2 separate regions of the Urocitellus parryii genome follow, and region 1 is linked to region 2. A link is a contact called in public Hi-C data. All regions are on one chromosome and are shown on one strand. Each heading gives the region's core, a stretch centred on a gene start, on an enhancer-like site or on the middle of the called end of the contact. The rest is flanking DNA. Distances are from core to core; before and after follow the strand shown.

Region 1 (6,882 bases), core at 1,736-4,235, 350 kb after region 2:
AGCCCTATTATTCTGTATTTTTAATTTTTCATTTATTCTTTTGTCCCAAATATTGCAAGGGACATACTTTACTAAAAAAAAGATAAAAATAAAAATAAATCATTGTGAATCTTAACCTCAAAATACAGGACTGGCATTCTGTGTTTTATCTGATAACTATTTTAATACTTACCCATACTGGGAAGGAATATTTTACCTGAGGGTGTGGTATTCTCCATCCCTTACTGACTCTAAGATGGAGACTTGAGTTTCAGAGATGAACTATAATTCACTTTAGAGTTACTGGGGACTCAATATATCTGGGGCTTAATGAACTTATACATTTTAAGGAAGAAGAGGTTGAGGTGCCTACCACCAACAAGCTGTTAGAAAAGATACTAGGCTTCGGGGGCTGGGATTGTGGCTCAGCAGTAGAACGCTCGCCTAGCACAGGCAGGACCTGGGTTCGATCTTCAGCACCACATAAAAATAAAGGCATTGTGTTGTGTCCATCTACACCTAATTTTTTTTTTTTAAAGACAAGATACTAGACTTTCAGAAAGTGTTTACGATTCTGAACTTACCATTGAGCTATCAGAGAAAACATCAGGATGGTTTTCATAGATAAATTTTTCCACCCGCATCTGTCGCAGTTTGAACATCTTAGAGCCTCGATTGGTGAGCAGTGACAGCTCCTCCAACATCACATCCCTTGGGACGCTGATCTTCTTGCCCAGGTTCAGGCCTGAGCTCTCCTGTCCACCTTTCAGGGAGGTGGGGAGAAAGAGGCAAGAGAAAGAGGAAAAGTAGAGTTTCCTGGACTCAGAATGCAGACCTTGTCCACAACTAGCGTCCTATTAGAAACCCTTTAGAGGACTGGATGTTGCCTGTGATGTCTGAACAAGGTCTGTCTAGTATATAAGAGATTTTTATTTCCTGGGTTTGAAGTTGGAGTACTGGGAGACAGTGGAAATACTAGAGTAGAGAGGTAAAGAGGGTTAAAAGTGGCACAGGCTTGGGACAAAAGGTATAAAAGAACATCATAGATAGAGCTACTGAAAAATTTGTGGCATGAAAGAAAGTTGATAGGCTAATCCTATGTGGAATTGGCTACGTATGACCACATACTTTTGTTTTAAGTTCTTTCCCTTTTCTTCTTCTTAGTGGACTCTTTGACTTCAAAGAGCCTCCAGTTATCAAAAGAACTCAAGAAGGAGGAGGAGGAGAAGGAGAAGTGAAGGAGGGGGAAGAGGAGGAGGAAGGGAAGGGGAGGAGGAGAAAGGACAAGAAGAAAAGGAAGAAGAAGAAGGAGCTCTTCACATCCATGCACTCATGTTTATTCCCAGGAAACATACTTGTGCAATTTCCCATTTTAAATGTTAAACCAGTTCCCTAGCTCTGTGGAAAGATATAAGAAAATTAACCATATACTGGAACCTTAGCCTGTGTCAATCTCCATCATAGTTTCTTCCTCAAACATACCTCACTGACCATAGATCCTATGGTCCTGGAACTGAGCTGGCTAATATGGCAGTATATTGTCCCAGATTATAAGGTGGAAAGGATGGAAGGGTGAGTAGTCAATGTTGAATTCTGCCTGCCCTTCTTACTTCTCCTCTCATACCCATACCCCCCACCCTGGAATTGCTCTCGTTTGTTCACCCCAACACATTTATAACTTTATGTTATTTGTTGGATTGGTGGGTTAGGGATGCTTTTAATAAGAAGTCCCACATGAGGGAGCTGCAAACTTGCCTACCTCCAGTGAGTTCCATGATCAGCTTGCTGGATTTCCTCTTCTTGTTGGGGGCTGGGGTTCCTGAGAGCGGCATTTTGGAGGTATATTCTACCTGGATGGGGTAGGAATAGGGTTTAGAGGATTTACAGGAACTGGGAAAAGTGTTTATAGTAGAGCAATATTTCTTAACCTGAGAAGGCTTAAGGGGAAAATTTCCTCAGGTTTTCAAAGAAATATGTATTTCCCCAAAAGATGAAAATCCACTGTCTTAGGGGTTCTGTTTTCTTTGGAAACAGAGTCAGAAACAGAGATGTACCCTGTCCTTACCTTCTACCAACCTCTTATGGGCTATTTTACATAGAAATATTTTATAAGAAACATAGCTGAGGGAAAGGGGTGTTTAAAAGAAAACAAGAACAACTCGCACAGGACAGTGCACCCAAGTTTCATGGGTTTGGTGTGATTTGAAGTTTTTACTTGTATTGGGATATCAAGACTGGGGTTGATTTCAGGCTCTGGTCTCTCCTCAGTCTTCCTCCAAGTCCCAAGGGGGTGGAGAAATGTTCTGCCAGGGTTCAGGATATTCAGCCAAAAACATTCTCCATAGGAAGGAGAGGTTGTTGCTCCTCCAATGGGCCAGCTGGAACATGGCCTGAGAGGTCATGGCTGTGCTCCCTGTTGCTACAGTCACTCATGCCCCAGACCCCAGAGCTCAAATGGGTTTGGGGAACCAAGGAGCATTTGAACCATGTCACAAGTCAGTCAATACCATAGCAGTAGAGAATTGAGGGAGGACAAGAACATAGTAATAGGATCTGGCCATGGTTGGAGACAAGCTGGGAAAAGATAGAGACTCCAACCCCTCCTTAACAGCAGTTGGCATGCAGAGACATGCTGAGTCTTCTGCTGAGTCTTGCCTCACAAACACATCCACAATTCTACTAACTTATTGGGGCCTCAGAACCCCTACCCATTCATCAAATGCCTCCCTGCAACTTTCTGGGCTCTTCTCTTTCCAGCTCTCTGGTTTCCCCTGGACAGCTGGGAGCTAAGCATAATAGGAGGGGAAAGGGCTACTACCCAAGGGTCAAGAATCACAATTGCAGACACAGAAGTTAACCAAGTGAGCTCCAGCACCTTAAGTCATAGCACACTTACCGGCTGCTTAGTTGGTGATCAGCTCTCCCTGGGGTTCAGCAGCTTTGGAGGACCCAGCTGCTGTGACCGGAGAACCGAGCTGGGCAGGCGTGGGGGCAGCACTGGCAGTGGGGGAGGGAGGATGGTTATTAATAGAGATGATGAGTGCAAGCAGCTCAAATGGCACAGGGGGTACTGAGACCCTGGAACCAAGATCCCGCCCTCCTTGCCCAGAGGCTCAAGAAGGGGAGAAGGGCCTTTGGGATACTCCCACTGAGCTGACTGAGCTAGGAATCAATCTCCCTAGGGGATCCCCTTTGCACCTAGAGTCTGAAATCCAAAGAAGCATTCAGGGAGAAATTGAAGATAGAGGGAAAGGAAAAGGGAAGTTAAATTCAGAGTAGAAGAAAGAGAACCTAGAAAATGTGCCCTGCAGTCACTCAGAGCCGCTCCAGGCCAAAGCTGGAGGGACCTGTGGGTATATTTAGAAGTAGGAAAGATTAAGGCATTATATTTGAAGACAGGATGGATGTCTTCATAATTGAACTTCTTTTTAAAAATACCTAGTTTTTTTTTTCCTCTGAGAGAGCAAATTAATGAAATGCAGTGCAGTAAGGGATGTGTGGGGAAGACCACCAATTCTTCTGACTCTTCACTCCCTTTTCTTTCCTCTTACACTCTGGAAGTTCTAAGAATAGGTGGACACCACAATCTGTGTTTTGGTTCCTGTTTGCTGCTGGGGTGCTCTGTTCAGCCTGCTGTGTAGGATAGATGTTATCTCCCTGAGAAGGTCTTGTAGGCTTCTGACCTGCCCATGCCTTGCTCTCCAAGGTTCCTACTTTGGATTTCTTTAAAGAGAAACATACACTCTATATAAGATCTGGACTGTCCTATTTGTACTGTTCTAAAGAAGCCTCTTGGCAAAGGTACAAGCTTGAGTGCCCCTTTGGAGGAAGGCTGTCATTTGTACAGCACCTTCCTCAGTAGCTACAGAAACATTTTGGATCTTTCTCCAACTTCTTTTCAGGGTCTAGAACCAGATGCTACATTCCTGCAGCCACCACTATTGCACTATTACAGCTGCCTCAGGATTTTTTTTTTTTTTTTTTTTTTGTATTAGGGATTGAGCTCTGAGCTAGGGACACTCAACCACTGAGTCACATCCCCAGCCCCATTTTGTATTTTATTTTGAGACAGGATCTCACTGAGTTGCTTCGCGCCTTACTATTGCTGAGAATGCCTTTTGGACTTGAGATTCTCCTGCCTCAGCCTTTGAGCTGCTGGGATTACAGGCATAGGCCACTGTGCCCAGCAGGAAATGGTTTTTGAAGTTTACAGAATATACTCCTGTCCCTCTGGGACGTCTCCACTTTTCCTGTTCCTACCCTCCTTCCATCCTATACTTTCCAGGTTCAGGATAGGGGCTCAAAGTTCCCCCACCTACTACCACATTGGTTTCTGTCCAGACCAGCTATGCTTCCAGATCCTTCATCTTTAGTCTTCCTCCTCTGTTCCTTCCCAACACAAGGAAGCAACTTAGAAGAAGAAACACAAGTAGTAAAAGGTGATTTCATCATCACCTCTAAAAAACAAACTCAAAGTTTAATGTCATATGATTCAATATCTAGAACTACTTTAGTGGGTGAAGACAGGCTATTTAGCCCTATGGTCTCTGGTGTTTGCAAACATCTAGTTATTGGCACAAATATGCCCTCTGCTGGTTAATTTGAGCAATGGCACTTTCCTTCTCAGTCTCTCCGGATTCTGATGCCTTCCTTTCTCTATTAGCCTCAATCCACTCCTCCAACTTTCTTTCTTTACTCTCCCTTCTCATTCATTACTATTCCTTCATTTATCTCATATAAATCTTTCACCTTTTACTATCCCTTCATTTAATTCCCAGCGAATGTTTAACATGGATGTTTCCTATAAGTAGGAAATGTTGATGGCAAACTTCTCGCAATTTCCTTGCCTGAAAAGGAGCAGTAGAAGGAGAGGAGGAGAAATCTGATGGAGACTGCACTGAGAAGAAATAAAGAGGAGAGGTGGAGGTGCTTAAATCAAAGAAGGATATATTTGATAGGAGTAAAAGACTAGGGAATGAAGGGCAAAGGACTGAAAAATGAAGGGCAGGATTGGAAATAGAAATCTGAAATTGAATTAGAGGAATGGGTCAGAGGCGATCAAGGTGGGGTCAGGATTTGTGTATAAAATCAGAAGAGATGACAGCAATAGAAAGTATGGGGCATAAGTTTATTCTTGTGCACAAACCAAAGGACTGTGACTCACACCCTGTAGGTAAAGGAAATGATCATTTTCCAGATCAAACAGCAAATGTGGCTGGTGGTAGTCTTGGTGAGAGGTGAATCCATACTCTTCTAGGATTGGAAATTAGGAACTAAAGCTGAAAAGGAACACAAGCTAGGAATGGAGTAGGACTGAAAAGAGGTTTTGGTTCTGGGTATTTCCCTGTTCTTTCCCAGATAGTCATGACATGCTGCAGAAGACAAACTGAAGGATAGATTCATGGGAGATAGCACGGACACAAATTCTTCTTTCAACATTCAGCACACACCCTCATGCTTCCCTCTTACTATCATCCCACATCCCACAACCCACTTCACTTTAACAAATACGTTATTTTTCCTCAAAATTTTTCTCAGTCCCCCTCTTGTTCACAGTTGGCTTCTTGTGGGGTTTCTCTGCCAAGACTGCCCTCTCCATGCTTCTCTCTGGCTCAATCACTGTCACTCATTTCTGCTCTGCAACTGGTTTCTATCTCATTCTCCCCAGCCCTTCTTTCTGTTTTAGGCTTATGAAACAATGAAGACAATAATTTGTTCATTCTTAGAGGAAATTCTCCCTCTTTCTCTCTTTTACTTCCTGAATACTGAATTGCTCATCATGGACCTCTAATTGCTAATTTTGTGAAATGCAGTGAAACAGAAGAATTCTTAGTTCTATTCCTGGTCTACCTTAGCCTGTGAAAATTGTCCCAATCCTTCAGTCTTGTCATACTCCATTAGTTTCACAAGATGTAGCACCTGCTACAGATGCTAAGGAATTATTCTTCAGTGTAGCTCTTTCTCCCTGCTAGATTCCATGTAGGGATATCTGACCCTTCTGTCAGCACAAGGAAAAGACCCAGATAAGGTCTTTATTTAGACCTCCCCTCTTACTTTTGTCTCAGAAGAGCACATCTGTGGCATATCTGATCACTTGCCAGGTCAGATCCTGATCACACACACACACGTGCACATACTGGCATACACACACACATACCTAGGAATATGCCAGATAACCTTGAGAAAGCAGAATGAAAACTGGGAGTGGGTAGACAAACAGGGGTCAATTCAGTCCCTTGGCTGACTGTTAGTGGGGAGCTCCTTGCCTGAGGTCCCAGTGTTACATTCTGTGTGCTTCTCACTGAACATTAAAATGAGACCCACAGAGGAAGCACAAATGTAAAGAAATAGAGACCTCTGGAGGCACATGGATAGAGAGACCAGGAGATAAAGAGAGCTCCAGGCAAGTAAATACAGAGACAAGGAGAAGCAAAGATACCAAAGCAGAGATAATAGGTTGGAAAGCAGCAGGGAGATGGGAAAGTCAGGATGAAGCTAGGGATGGGACACTTAACTCCAAAACTATTTCTGGTTGGAGGGAATTTAACCTCCTGATGCTTGAGAGTATGATAGGGCAGGAGAAGTCACTTCAGAGACTGGATGTTCCACTTCTCCATGGTCCTGGGACCTATTTCTGGCTCATTGGTGCCCTGCTCCAGGTTTCCATACATGAGCCTGTAATCCTGTTCTGATGGCCGAGAATCTGGGCCTGGCCACCTGGAAACTACAGGAGCTAGGGGTGGTCCCAAGACTCCTAGGAGATTCTGGAGGAAGAATTGGGCTAGAAACAGAGGCTGAGGCCAGCTCTGCCCTCCAGATGGGCTCATCCAGTGTAGTGGCTGCTCGAGGGGCAAGCACAGTGGGAGCCAAGGGCTCTGCAGTGGGCTGGGGTGCCGGAGTGGA
Region 2 (6,586 bases), core at 3,825-6,324:
GTGTTTTGAGTCAAAATTGTGGCAAGTAACCAAATTTCCCATGCCTAAGATTTTTTCAGAGTTCTCCCTACTCCATCAGTCACAACTGCTAAACTAGGAATCAGTGAAAAGAAATTTAAGTTTTCAAAAGGATGGGAAGAAAACCATATAAACATATACACAACTGAATACGTAAGATACATCCTGAACACACACTCCAGTCTTCGCCACACAATCACATTGTATCAGCATGAAATGAAAGGCCTGTTAATACTTAAGTGTGCCGTGTTAAATTCCTCAGTTTCTTCAAAATTAACACAAAATTAAAGGCCTCCCATGGCACTTAATGAACGTTTGTTTATTAAATGATGGGAATAATCAAAGAAATCTTCAAAGCCCACCTACCTTTTTAAAGAGTAACCTCCAGTAGGCCTCCCAGTCGCGGTCTTGGTTGAGCAACGTAGAGTCCTCGTCCACTGTTCCCTGCTCATCATACACTGTTCTCTGCTCTTTGTCACTTAGAACCGCATAAACTCTCCCAAGGATCTGAGAGAAAAAAGCATCCAAAACTCACCCGTGCCCTTACCCACACCGCGAAAAATAAAGGTAGAAAACGCCAGGTCAAGATCACGCACCTCCCCTAGGCGGTTCGCAGTGGTTGGAAGCCCAAAAGACTGAATCCCAGCGTAGTCACACGTACCTGGAACCGGAGGGTAGCGTCTTTCTTGTCTCCCTCGTCCACCCGGTCAGGGTGAACCTGCAGGGACACTTTGTGGTAGCCGCGACGAACCTCGCCGTCTGAGGCCTCGCGCCGCACGCCCAGCACCCGGTAAAGGTCGGCGGTACCGAACACCTGCTCGCATTGCGCCAACAGCCCCATGCTGAGAAGCGGAAGGGCTCCACGAAAGAAGCAAGTCTTCTTGGCACCTGACTTAGTTTGCCTGGCTTCCTTTTCCCGCTCAAAAAGCCCAGGGCGCCTGCGTCACAAAATACGCGGAAGGGGCGGGGCCGCGCCGAGTAGACTCACTTTACGGCCGCTGCAAAGAGGGCGTGGCCAAGTTTTCCCCGGCCTTGGAAAAACCAGACCCGGAAGTGCAACCGGCACCTGGGTTTTCTAGAGCTGGAGCCCTAACCGTCACGGGCCCGCCACATCCTCTCGATCCCGCCCTCCTCTTGCTGTGGAACTTTATCTCCTATGTTGCTCCCAGTGTTCCAGCAGGCACTTCTTCACTGATAAGAATATCCGTGTATTAGGTTGTATTTACAAGTCAAAGTTTTTTTTTTAAATAACTGGTCAGTATCAGATTCAGTAATTTCACATGGCTCAACCTGTTAAGTAAATTTGTATTTTCCTAAATAATTCAGTAGTGTTAGGGTACTTTCTTTCAAGCCCTGCAGCAAAAAGACTATTTGAATAAAAGCACAAAACACCAGTCTTAGTATTTTAAAAAACGAAACTCTGACAGTACTCATGTCAACCCCAATCATCTTCCTGCTCCAGAGTTACCTTATACACTGGAGGAGGTAAGATGACCCAACCTCTCATTTTAGTAAAGACCGAAGCTGCTGAAGCAGAAACTATTTAATGCTTAGTAAAGTTCACAGCGGAATTTGAGCATATTGGATTTGGGGGGACAGCAGGGTGGCTGGGGCTATCATCCAATACATGTGTGAAACAGGCTTGGAGATCCAAAGCAAGACTAAGGCTGGAGAAAATTTTGGAAATCAAGATAAGCCCACACAAGAAATATGTGTATACAGATCTTAGTCCAGACAAAGGATAAACCAGAATGGAAAGTGAGTTGAAAGAAACTCGTTGGAGCTCAAAATAATAACCCATTTCACATCAGTTCTCCTCACAATCAGGAATTTCCAGAATCCCATAATCCTCTGCCAGAAGTTCCTGCAAAGCCTCAAACTTTCCAAGCCACGTTGATCTTTCAAACATCCAGAGTTGCCAGGGTTTTCAAAAGCATTTCTCAGAACCCAGGTCAAATCTACATAAACTCCATTGCCTGTCTCGTCATGTCTTGAAAGTCTTCTCAAAGCAAGTAGAAGCCAACCAAAACAATCCTAGGGGAGTTTCCAAGACTCTAGAATTTGAGATGACCATTAATTGTTCTCAGAATATAGAACCCAGAGAATACGTTTGAATATTGATAGTTTTTTTTTTTTAAAGAGAAAGAGAGGAGAGAGAGAGAGAGAATTTTTAATATTTATTTTTTAGTTCTTGGCGGACACAACATCTTTGTTGGTATGTGGTGCTGAGGATCGAACCTGGGCCGCACGCATGCCAGGCGAGCGCGCTACCGCTTGAGCCACATCCCCAGCCCTAGAAACTTTTTAATTTCCTGTATCTCAGTCTTTTTCTTTTCCTTTCTTTTTTTTTTTTTTTTGTCTTATCTTGGTGCCAGGGATTGAATTTGAATCCAGGGGTGCTTAGCCACCAAGGCACATCCTCAGCCCCCTCCTCTTTTTTTTTTTTTTTTGAGACAGGGTCTTGCTAAGTTGCTTAGGGCCTAAGTTGCTGAGGTTCGCTTTGAACTTGCAATCTTCCTGCCTCAGCCTCCCAAGCCCCTGGGATTATAGGCATGTGTCAACACACCTGGCTGTATCAGTCTTATACCAAACTTTGAAATATATATTATCCAGAAGGCACTAAAACCATGTAATTTATGCTTACAGTTATGGAATTCTGCATCTCTTGGGGGACAGATACTGTGATATTTTGTTTTGGTAACCAATCATTTATGTTACCAGACTCATGACACCTAAACATGATCCTATTACTGAATTTCTTAGTAGACTTTTAAAAAGCATCCCACCTTTATTTATTTTTTCCCCTATACATACAACATATGTTGAACAGGACTTTCCAGGTAGGTACATTGGGGTGCTTTACAAAATCAGCTTCCTTCTAATTTCTCATCCTTAAAAGGTAGGCTATTACAGCCCAAAAGCAATTTTCATGATCAATTTGACTTTGTAAAGTTACAATTACATGTCAAGCAAAACAATCTACAATTACAAAAAAAAAAAAAAGAATAAGAGATCTATGTTCTCATGGGATGATCAAGAATGATTAAGGAAACATTTGGATAGGTCAAGTCACTCTGGTTGGGAGTTTTTTTTTTGTTGTTTTTTTTTTTTAAAGAGAGAGTGAGAGAGGAGAGAGAGAGAGAGAGAGAATTTCCAACATTTATTTTATTTAGTTCTCGGCGGACACAACATCTTTGTTGGCATGTGGTGCTGAGGATCGAACCCGGGCCGCACGCATGCGAGGCGAGCGCGCTACTGCTTGAGCCACATCCCCAGCCCCATGGGAGTTTTTGAAGCAGGAAAGTTTTGAACTTTAATTGTAAATTTGCCCAAATGATCCAAGGACAACCCAAAGTCCAATCTTCCCCACAGCTACAGTTTTTCCCCAAAATGACATCCAGAAATGCTTAATATCTAGACCCAGCTCTTATACAAAAACAAATCTCTGGGCTCCGCTTAAGCTAGGCCAGAAGAATATGGTAACTTAGAAAACTCCATTTATTGACCTCCAAACCCAACAAATTTATGAGCTCCACACAAGTGTTTTAGGGGACCTTGACTTTGTAACCACTGTTATATTCACTGAAGTCAACTTGCTTCTGTTTCTATAGCTTCTGTATCTGTTTTCTGTGAAGCTAAGAGAAGTTCACGTGCCCGTTTTCTTCGCAGTCTCTCAGCATTTGTGATCACCATGGGATGCAGAGGGAAAAAGCCAGAAAGACCTAAAAGCAACAGGATATTCATTTATTATAATAGACTACAAGCCAATGTTTCCCTGAGAAGTTTGCCTCACAGAATTGAGGTCTGAGTTCAGACCCAGAGTATGGATGTAAATGCCTCTCACCTACCCAACTTTCTCCTTCCTCTTCCTCCAACCTCCTCCCTCCATTTACTGCAAGGAGTCAGTGGATGATGTCTGTTTCCTAACATTATTCTCCTTACTTGAAAAAAAGATAAACTAACAGATGGCCATTGGAGATATGTTATTCCCATTTTTAGCATAAAATCCCAGCCACTTATAAAGGCTTCATAAAGAAGTCCATAAAAGGAATCTCCAGATTCCAAATGACAATTAGATCACAACTTCAGTTTCCACTCCAGTCCTGAGCAGTCTGGAGGGAATGAAAAACATTCTTCAATCTCAGATGATGAGAACTTAGAACTGACTTCAGTGTAAAATCCCCCCAATGAGTTAAGACCAGAGCTGAGTTACCCAGAAGCTTCTCCATAGGCTTAGAGAGGTGGGCTCCACAGCCAATCCAATGCCGGATCCTTTCCAGGTTGAGGGCAACGAGTTTTTCTCCATGACAGTTGGGCAGTGGATCATAAGAGCCCACCTGCTCCACGAAACGGCCATCCCTGGGACATTTGTTGTGAGCCGCCACAATACGGTAAAAGGGCCGATTGGTGCAGCCACTCAGAGCAAGGCGGATGGTTAAATGGCCCCCATGATAGGCCTTGCAGAGGAGGGTAGCTATAGAGAAATAATTGGTTAAGACACAAGATCAGAGAGCACAAAGCAGGCAAAAATGAGATAGTCAGAGGAACAATTCCCTTCTTCCACTCAAATGTCTTCAATCCCAATGTTTTCTAGTTCATGTGGCTTAGATACCATCCTCTTTGTGAAACATCCCTTCACTGCTCCAGCCAGAAATGCTCGCCTCATTCCCAAATCCATTCCGAAAAGGCCTACCATTTACAAACTCTTTGACTTTGTCATACCCTTAACTGCCTCATCTGTAAAGTGAGATGAGGGTTTCTGGAAGGAAAATTTGAGCAGAGGGTCAACTGTAACGCTGTGTGGCTGATCCAGCGCGCCTAGGAGAGCGCTGCTGCCTCTAGTCCTGGACGCCCCAGCTCCCGCCACCGCCCGGAAGGTCCCGCGGGCCACGATGACTCACTGAGGTGGACCATGGTGGGGTCCACGTGCGACTCCTCGGATCGTCCCGCTGCTGATACAGACCCGCAGGTGAAGTCGCAGGGCGACTGGGAGAGTCGGCGCCCAGCTGCTGGGACGCCCCGGAGCTTCCGGAACCCAAACGCCGCAGTCCCGGAAGCTGGCGTCCCCTCGCCCCGCCTCTTCCGCTCTCCCCCACCTTGTTCCCAGGGTGCTACACCATGCGGCCTTCGGGGCGGTCTAGTTCTTAGGAGTGGATGTGTGACCCTCTCTGGGATGAGTGCCCGCTGGAGTGGGGAACTGGGGAAAATGCCGGTCACGTTCAGGGGAGGGCTAAGTGTTCCCCAAACCCATACATCCCGCAAACGTGTTTTGAGCACCTGGTGGTGCCGCGGCGCCGTCCTGAGAACCTAAATACAAAAGGGTGCTGTCCTCTCCCCTCAGGGAGCTCTGTCTAGTAGGGAGTCGGTGGGAGCGCACCAGAAAAGCTAAGGGCGGTCTGTACTCACAGCGGGGGTAAGTAGAGAAAGGGAAGCCGAGAAGGTGACGCCGGGATTTTCTCGGGAGACTTCGCAAAGGGGACAGCGTTTGGGCCGAGACAAGGAGTTTATCTTTCTGTTTACTAGTTTGCCTCTCACTTTTCCTCTTACTCTTTTCCCACTCCCAGAGGCAGTCACATCATATTAGGAGAACCTTTATTCCTGCTTTTGCTGTACTGTGATCCAAGAAGGCAGAAGTGGAGTATGATTTGTCATCTTCAGTGAAGAGATTGGCATTTCTTATAGGGTGTTGTCTTCATAGACCTTGTGGTTTAGATCCATGAAAATACCCCTGGTTCATTAGGAGTTAGAACCTCAGACTGCAGCAAAGCTTCTTAGTTCATCGTTGGTTCCAAAGGTCCTGGCCACAACTACTATGCTCTTTGCTCTAGTAAGTTGACCCAGCATAGGAGTCTTTTAGGCCCACCTTTGAAGATGATGGCTTAATTCCAAGTTCCAGTACGTGAACCTGGCTATGGACATTGGCAGCTGACTGTGACTCCACTGTACCTTAATTTAATTTCTATACATAAATTATATAATGATTTATACATTTATATGATCTATATATATATATATATATATATATATATATATATATATAGTACATACTACTTATAGTTTAGTATACCCTACCTCCAGAACCACACTGATGAATTGTCTGTCTCTTGTTTACATTTTTATTATGATCCAGTTTATATGGATTAGTAAAATATCCAGTAACAGCCAATGGAAATAAATGAATGAGTTTCTCTTCATTGAAAACAAACATTCTTTGGTTCTCCAGCTCTAGGCTTCATATGGTGAAACTTTCTCAGGAAAGGAAAGGAGCTCAGAGTCCCATACAGAAAATTCTTCAGTTTTAAGGATGTCAGAAAGATGGATTTCCGAAACCAACCATCTCCTGTACTGTGTGGATTTCTGCAAGTAGAGCCTCATCTTTCAGTTTCAGCTACAGGAACAAGGAAGGGAAGTACACAGGTTATATCTGATACACCTAAGTATCTTTGAAGATGACCCCTCATTTATGGGGCCACAGCTAAAGAGCAAAGTCCCCAGGGATGGGATTGGCTTTTCCTATATTTATTTCAATGGAAGCTCTATTAAAATACTTTAGAGCCTTATTTTGTTT

The links. A called contact is a pair of places that touch in the nucleus more often than the background predicts.
Region 1: a contact with region 2 is called in a Hi-C map of muscle, with 2.8 times the contacts expected there. The contact joins the promoter of Myoz1 here to the promoter of Mrps16 in region 2. A contact is called at or near these places in 2 of 2 Hi-C or Micro-C datasets (liver and muscle).

The regions. Positions count from the first base shown.
Region 1 is chr5:160,931,196-160,938,077 of mUroPar1.hap1, forward strand. It overlaps Myoz1 (myozenin 1), which reads right to left and starts at 2,986. Exons shown (of 6, transcript XM_026390227.2): 1 at 2,876-2,986; 2 at 1,739-1,829; 3 at 564-742. The coding sequence starts at 1,811. It overlaps Synpo2l (synaptopodin 2 like), which reads right to left. Exons shown (of 4, transcript XM_026390170.1): 4 at 5,089-6,882. The coding sequence ends at 6,619.
Region 2 is chr5:160,574,195-160,580,780 of mUroPar1.hap1, forward strand. It overlaps Mrps16 (mitochondrial ribosomal protein S16), which reads right to left and starts at 5,075. Exons shown (of 3, transcript XM_026390244.2): 1 at 4,920-5,075; 2 at 4,232-4,492; 3 at 3,166-3,740. The coding sequence starts at 4,932. The coding sequence ends at 3,607. It overlaps Cfap70 (cilia and flagella associated protein 70), which reads right to left. Exons shown (of 28, transcript XM_026390245.1): 28 at 6,097-6,406. The coding sequence ends at 6,326. Dnajc9 (DnaJ heat shock protein family (Hsp40) member C9) reads right to left here and starts at 1,143. Exons shown (of 5, transcript XM_026390173.2): 1 at 680-1,143; 2 at 385-525. The coding sequence starts at 859.